2 separate regions of the Gossypium hirsutum genome follow, and region 2 is linked to region 1. Evidence: chromatin contacts called from public Hi-C data. All regions are on one chromosome and are shown on one strand. Each heading gives the region's core, a stretch centred on a gene start, on an enhancer-like site or on the middle of the called end of the contact. The rest is flanking DNA. Distances are from core to core; before and after follow the strand shown.

Evidence for each region. Hi-C and Micro-C count contacts between places; a contact is called where the count stands out from the background.
Region 2: a Hi-C map of leaf shows a contact between it and region 1, with 2.1 times the contacts expected there. The contact joins the promoter of LOC107946458 here to the enhancer-like site in region 1. A contact is called at or near these places in 2 of 34 Hi-C or Micro-C datasets (both in leaf).

The regions. Positions count from the first base shown.
Region 1 is chrD12:51,656,498-51,659,996 of Gossypium_hirsutum_v2.1, reverse strand. No RefSeq gene overlaps it. Among protein-coding and RNA genes, the nearest start is that of LOC107946454, 7.1 kb to the right of the region's middle. Within about 2 kb of position 1,881, at least 5 of the 9 cell types and tissues checked have an H3K27ac peak or open chromatin away from gene starts, as enhancers often do. A contact at or near this core is called in leaf, where this site is marked.
Region 2 is chrD12:51,741,966-51,745,427 of Gossypium_hirsutum_v2.1, reverse strand. It overlaps LOC107946458 (probable transmembrane ascorbate ferrireductase 4), which reads left to right and starts at 1,528. Exons shown (of 4, transcript XM_016880793.2): 1 at 1,528-1,992; 2 at 2,080-2,131; 3 at 2,204-2,400; 4 at 3,008-3,462. The coding sequence starts at 1,819. The coding sequence ends at 3,334.

The DNA.
Region 1 (3,499 bases), core at 632-3,131:
TGTGTGAATTGGATGATGCCTTTTATCATGTCTTTTGTTTTAGTTTTATTGAGCCTGGTTTCTCTCTTCTTACCCCACAATGCCAGGGGAGTGGCCCTGGATTAATATTGTGGGATGTGAAGGTGATGCAATTGAATAAGACTGAACAGCAGATGAAAATATCTTCTCAAAATATTACTGCCTGGCCTTTTTCCATGATTGCAATAACTCATCAGTTTGGGCTTGTCGTATTTCCCCATCATAGGATGTCTAGTTGCCTTTACATCTTAACACTTGCTTGTAGGTTTGTACGCGCACCTCTACCAATGATAAGCCAACCCAACCATTTTGTTTGGCTTATTGGATGACCAAAAAATATACATATATAGATATATACATATATATCAGTCAGATTTTGCCTTTTGTTTGCTTCAAAGTTTGCCAATCAAGGCAAATCCTTGGATAGATGACCAGTCATCAAGTCCTTTACGAGGACCTCATCTTCCTGCGTCTAGCGTGTCGCCTGCCGATGTACTTGTTTTTCTTTTTTTCCTGCCACACGGGAAGCACCTAATTTATTGTATATATCTGAAAATCCAGATGGACCAAATAGATCATCAAAACTACGCATTTAGAATTATGAATTCAAAGTGCTAATTGCCCAATATTCCACTACTCTTTGTTGATAAAGTACATATACAGATTCTCTTTCAGAAAGGAAGGAGGAGGTTAGGCTTCAACTTGTAGCTGATTGAGACCAATGTACTCTCAGATTATCTACGTTTAGTAAACAAAAGAAATTGGGACACACTGCTATGCTATTCATGCTAGCTAGGCTTTTTTTGTTAACTTTAATGGGAATATAATTCTTCTCCAATTTCCCAAGACATAAGTAGCAATATTCTAAATGGACTGCTCTGCTCAATATGACATGCATATGTGTGTATGAACGCTTTAACTGTCAGATACCCTGAACTGGGATCGATAAAAAAAGAAAAAGGAAAGATGCCTATGGATGGATAAAATTGCCCTCTGCACTCAACTCAGTTGAGATTCCGGAGAGAGCAAGGGTTAGGAATTTTATTTCACGTTATAGCCTGGTACTGCAATCACTTGGTCAATCAATATTAATGGACAATTTACAACCGTCAGCCTCAGCCATTAGCATATAAGCATTTCCAGCTGCTAGCTACTAGTACTACCTCATAAAAGTCAGTGGGCCTTGCTTGACCATAAAAACCCTGTTGATATGTTGTGATGGGTAAAGTGGAACACTTTCGACAAGCACTACTTCTGATTGATTGGGGCTATTGGCTATACCTTTCACATAAATTGGATTCCAGTTTCAAAGTATCACCTAACTAGACGAGGCTAGCCACAAAGTTTCAAATTTTCAATTAAAGGAAGCTGTTAATTGCACGGTAATCTTGTCAGTTGAACAAACTTTTGAAGCTTACATGTTTCCTAGAGAGGGTTTCAGTCCCTTTATGTTTGGGTCTTCAAACTTGGCTTTTCAACCAAGAGGCAATTAAGCAGCAATGGATTTGACACTTGGACATTTGGAAGGCACATACATATATATTAAATTTTATCTATTATTATATTTATATTGTACCGAATTGGTGGTAAAGAATGAATTTATCACAAGATCCTCACTTTTAATAAACAATAAATATCATTTTGAGAATAATTTTATTTTTTTATATAAATTTTAAAAAGAATAATAGTTTATTATTATTATGTACGTCTTTTATTGAGATAGTATCATCCTCTATCATTTCAGTAAAACAATAGTAGTTTTTGTGATTGCCATGGATTTGATATTTGATGAATAAGCCTACAATAAAAAAGGGCAGGCTATGGTATGGAAGTAACATTGTAACTCAACCGTTGGACTTGGAAAATATTCAAGTCTGGATTTGTAATTGGATTTGAGAAAATAGGCTGAAAACTTACATAGAGCATTATAGATCATAGCCCAGCAAAAAACATTAAATAACCCAAATTCCACATGTTCAGGCCAGGCCTCAATTTCAACTTTCAATTGTATTTCTCTACACATCTACTTCCGATGCTACTGGGCTCGTATTTTATATATTATTGATTTAAGCCTGATCAAATTTACTAAATGCTATATATTTTCTGCGATTATATGTCTGTATTCTCATTACTATTATAAACCAAATGAAAAATGGTCTCTCCTGTGTTCATGATTTTAGTGCTCCAATCATGAATCCTTGATAAGCAAGGTTATCACTTCTTTTTTTTCTTATTTTTTTTATTTCTGTCTGGCAGGTTATATATGTATCATATGAATAACTTTTAAGCGTGCAGCGATTAACCCAAGTTTTTTTTTTTTTGATCGAAATTATTGCAAATGACAATGATGAATATACATGTGAGGGGGTCTAACAAGCCTCTATAGCTAGCGTTTTGTTCAAGCATGGTCATGTCTTTGTGCTCTTTGTTGGACTCTCATGCATGCATCCTTGCATGCATTCACTTTTTCTATATCTATGATTTATTATATGTATATATAATACTAATACAAGCCATCTTTCCTTTCTTTTTTGTGTAAGTATAAATGCAGGCCATGTAATTAAGTATTCCTCGATATGGTTGTTTCTCTACACTGGATCCGCCCTAATTTAGCCTTTACAATCACGATATTTGACCTCTGTGACAAAAGCTTGCATGTGATTAAAAGCAAGGTATCATGTTATTACTTTTCAGATTAATTTGGAATTTTTCAACTGCAGTATATACATATAGAGAGATTGTGGAGCCGACTTGCTTAGTTAGAAGATTTTTTTTTTAATATCAAAAACTAATTTATTTGGTCCTCCAATTTTATAAAAAAAAATTATTTTAACTATTTATTTAATTTTTGACTTTTTTTAGCCTCAAAATGAATGGATATTAACTTTTTTTTAAATATACTTTTAATAACTTTTTAGTTTTTAAATAAATTTTATGTCTTTTTTAATTTTTATATGTAAAAAAATTAATTAATTGTTAATGTGACATCCACATGATAATCCACATGTATGCCACGTTAATAAAGTTAAACATATGCTAATTTTTTCCATCTATTTTAATGTGATTTGACAAACAACTCAAATTTAAAGGCTAAAAAAGACGAAAATTAAATAGAAGGCTAAAATAACTATTTTAGGCCTAAAATTTTTTGGTTTAATTGGTAAAATTAAATTTTATTTCTCGAGGTTTAGAGTGGATTATACTAAAATGGCCTTTTTAAATAATGTAAGGATTGCATCATATGTGTAATTAAGTGTTAAAAATATTTGTTGTTTGATGCATTTTCTAGTTTACCCCTGTCCTCAAACTAGTAACTAATAAGAGTCGTATGAAGTCCATTTTAGCTTGCAATTTCTACAAGTTTAGAATGATATTGATATCAATGGATTTATTATTTTATATAAAATGTTGAGTGATCTAATATGATAGATGATGAATGTTTAAGATTAATAAGAATAATTATAGAGTGTAATTGTAAAGG
Region 2 (3,462 bases), core at 279-2,778, 86 kb before region 1:
CTGAGCCCTGACCCTGAGGTTGCAGCTGTGAATTGCTTGTAAAAAAGGGGATAAAAATCAAAGCATATATCAGCAGATCACTATGAATAAAAAGATTATGAAGTGACTGCTTCTGAGCCTATTGCTAGACTAGCTTTCGGTTCGCCATCGACATACTTTTTGTCAACCGCTGATGAAATCATCTTTGACCATTAAATTGGCTTTTTTAGTTTATCATTAATTGCCGTGTCATTTCTTTTATGGGCTATTTTGAAATTTATAATAATTGGTAAGTGATTATGTCACAAGGAAACTCTACTTCCGGACCTTGCATGGTTGAATGAGAAGTACCATCTGGTCTACGCTCATACAATATTTTTCTTATTGAGATAGTTAACGAAATATTATAAATAGATGAAAATAAAATTAAAAAAATGCACTTAGAAGTATTAGTTTATTATTATTGACGTATTAAAAAGTCGATTGAGTTTTAGTTTAGTTAATGTCGGCATTGTTACTAGTGCAAGAGGACGTGAGTTAAGAGTGTATTGAAACATATTATCCTCTTATTTCAAAGTTATAAAGAGATTATAGATAATTCTTGGCACATTATTCTCTTATTTTTGATTTTTTTTTCTTTTAATTTTATTTTAGAACCATAACATCAAACAACAGTTGATATTACAATGCATGTAGGGTGCGAGAAGCGCTTTTACACCTGAGAAGCAATCCCAAACAACATGCTTTTAGAACTAAAAGTACTTTTTTGAGCCAAACTGAAAAGTTGGGTAGGTGGTGTTGTGAGTTTTAGCTTTTGTAGTTTGGGGTGTGAAAATACAAATTGTCCCTTCTCTGTGCTATTTTTGTGTTTTTAATTATCTTTAAGCAAGCCATGATTTAGCATAATACTTTAAGATGTTTAAGAATGAATATGTGATGAGTTATGCATAGTTTAAATTGGTTTGATGCATGGGGATAATTTAATAGTATTTGTTATTATTAGCAGTTGTTATTGAATTACTTAAATATCATTTTAGTTAATTAATTTAATAGTAACTGGTATTATCGAGTTAATAGAAATTGTCATATGGATTTTTTAATTACCAAAATTATATCTAAAATAAATATTTTAACTTTCGACCACAGTTTTAGACAGTAATATTAAATATCTAAAATTAACAAATCACACTTTGTCAACATCAGTATCAAACCAGACGAAATTTTATGAGTAACAAAAAAAAAAATTATATATACAAGATTACAAAAACTAACAGTTTACGTAACAACATCAAACAGTATTAACAAAGACAAACTATTGTTGGGGAAGGCAGTTGCTGAGCCATCTACTTGAGCTCAACTGGCTTTTAAGCCATCCTTCTCTGACAGTTGAACTTGAATGAAGTGGAGTGATCCTAAATTTGTAAGGAAGGTCAAATGTATATGGATTGGATTTTGAATGCAAGATCAAGAAGCCCAGCAACTGTCCAAAAAAGGAGCCCAACAATAATGAAGATGTTATTATAGATATAGTAGTTCAGGGCTCCAGTCATAATGCAGTAGCAATGCCATTGCCCCACTATCAGCTCATAGTCCATTTTCCCTTTTTGATCGTTTGATCCATTTATAAATTTCATTGTACTGGTTTATCATAGGAGGATTACAGGGGATCTTATCAAAGGCGGTAAATAAAATATAAAAACTTTCCATATAAAGTATTGTTAAAGGTGTCATGTCTTTGGTCCTTTACTCTTTGCAGCCTGCTAGATCTGAGAGTGTGTGTCGGTAGCTATCCTCTCGCCACTTCACTCATCAGCTCAGCTCTACTCAAACTGAAGTTGCATGTTTCTAAACAAGCCCATGGCTGCAGTTTCTCCACCTTTGGTTCCACCTCTCTTATTTGCTAGAATATCAGGGATCCTAGTGGCAGCTTTGGTCCTCTCGTGGGCTCTTCTTTTCAAGTCTAGCTTCCTTCCTCACTCTTCTTTACCCTCCCAAGAAGACCTCATCTTTGCAGTGAGTATTTATTTATCACTCCATTCTCTACTTAATTACTTCACATTTCCTTTTGCAGCCTTTGAAAGTTATCTGTGTTGCTTACAGGTCCTCCATCCTTTGCTCATGGTGATTGGCTTCATTCTCATAAGCGGGGAAGGTAAATCAGAAAATGAAGTGAAAATAGATTATTATTTTTTTCAAACAATTAGAGGTTCTTCTTTCTTTTCAGCTATATTGATACACAGATGGTTGCCTGGTTCAAGGAATTTGAAGAAATCTGTGCATTTGTGCCTTCAAGGGGTGGCTTTAGGTTGTGGGGTTTTTGGGGTTTGGACAAAGTTCCATGGACAAGATGGAATTGTGGCTAATTTTTTCAGCCTGCATTCTTGGATGGGTTTGATCTGTGTCAGCTTGTTTGGAGCTCAGGTTCTATTCTTCAAGCACCTCAATAATTTTTTGTTCCTATTTCTTTCTTCAAAAATGGTCCCTTAACTTTTCTTTACTGATAAATACATTCCAGGGGCAAGTTAATTAAACTTACCGGAAACTGAGTTGTAATCACAATTCACAATTCACATTTCTTTTTTCTTTTTTATCCACTGGGTAATATTAAAAAATAACGGAATGCTGAAAGCTGCAATTATTGCAATTCACCCATTAATATTGTGTTGCTTTCTTTTGAGGTTGTGGCCCCATTTATACGACTCCCTTAGCAAGTTTCAAAAACGTATTTTAGCCTTTTTCAATTATTTATGCTGAGATGATGTATTCCAGCCTTACACGGCATAACTCATAAGCACGGCCTGGAGCCATCCTTAATGGACTTATTTAACTATTGCCTAAGCACGAAAATTTTCAAAGAAAAGACTGATCAATTGTCATACTCTCATATGCTCAAAATATTCATTACATTCAGAGCAAGACAACATATTCGGTTTGCTGGTTAATTCAGTCTAATGACAAGGAGATTAGGAGTTTTCGTTTACATGAAAATATAATTTTTTATATGGTGTGGTTGTGTATTTGAATGCAGTGGTTGGTGGGCTTTCTAAGCTTTTGGCACCGAGGTGAAGTGCGGACGACAAGAGCAAAGGTGTTGCCGTGGCATATCTTCCTTGGTCTCTACACTTATGGCTTAGCAGTGGCAACAGCGGAAACGGGGCTGTTAGAGAAATTGACATTCTTGCAAAGCAGGCGGACTGCATCCAAACACTGTCCGGAGTCCATGATTGTTAATAGTCTAGGTCTGGGGTTGGTTCTCCTCTGTGGCATTGTCATATTGACGGCAGTTTCGCCTAAATATCATGCTCTGCAAACCAAACTTATGTATTCCTCAGATACCAAGTGTTTGTCCTCTTGATCACATGATTAGAGATCCAAAAGAAATAAAAAGTCATTCCTATACTGTTTCTTATACTTATTGTATATAATGTAAAGTGTGGGGATTTGGAGAGGAATGATTTGTGTTTTCTTAAATGGAAAAGCCTT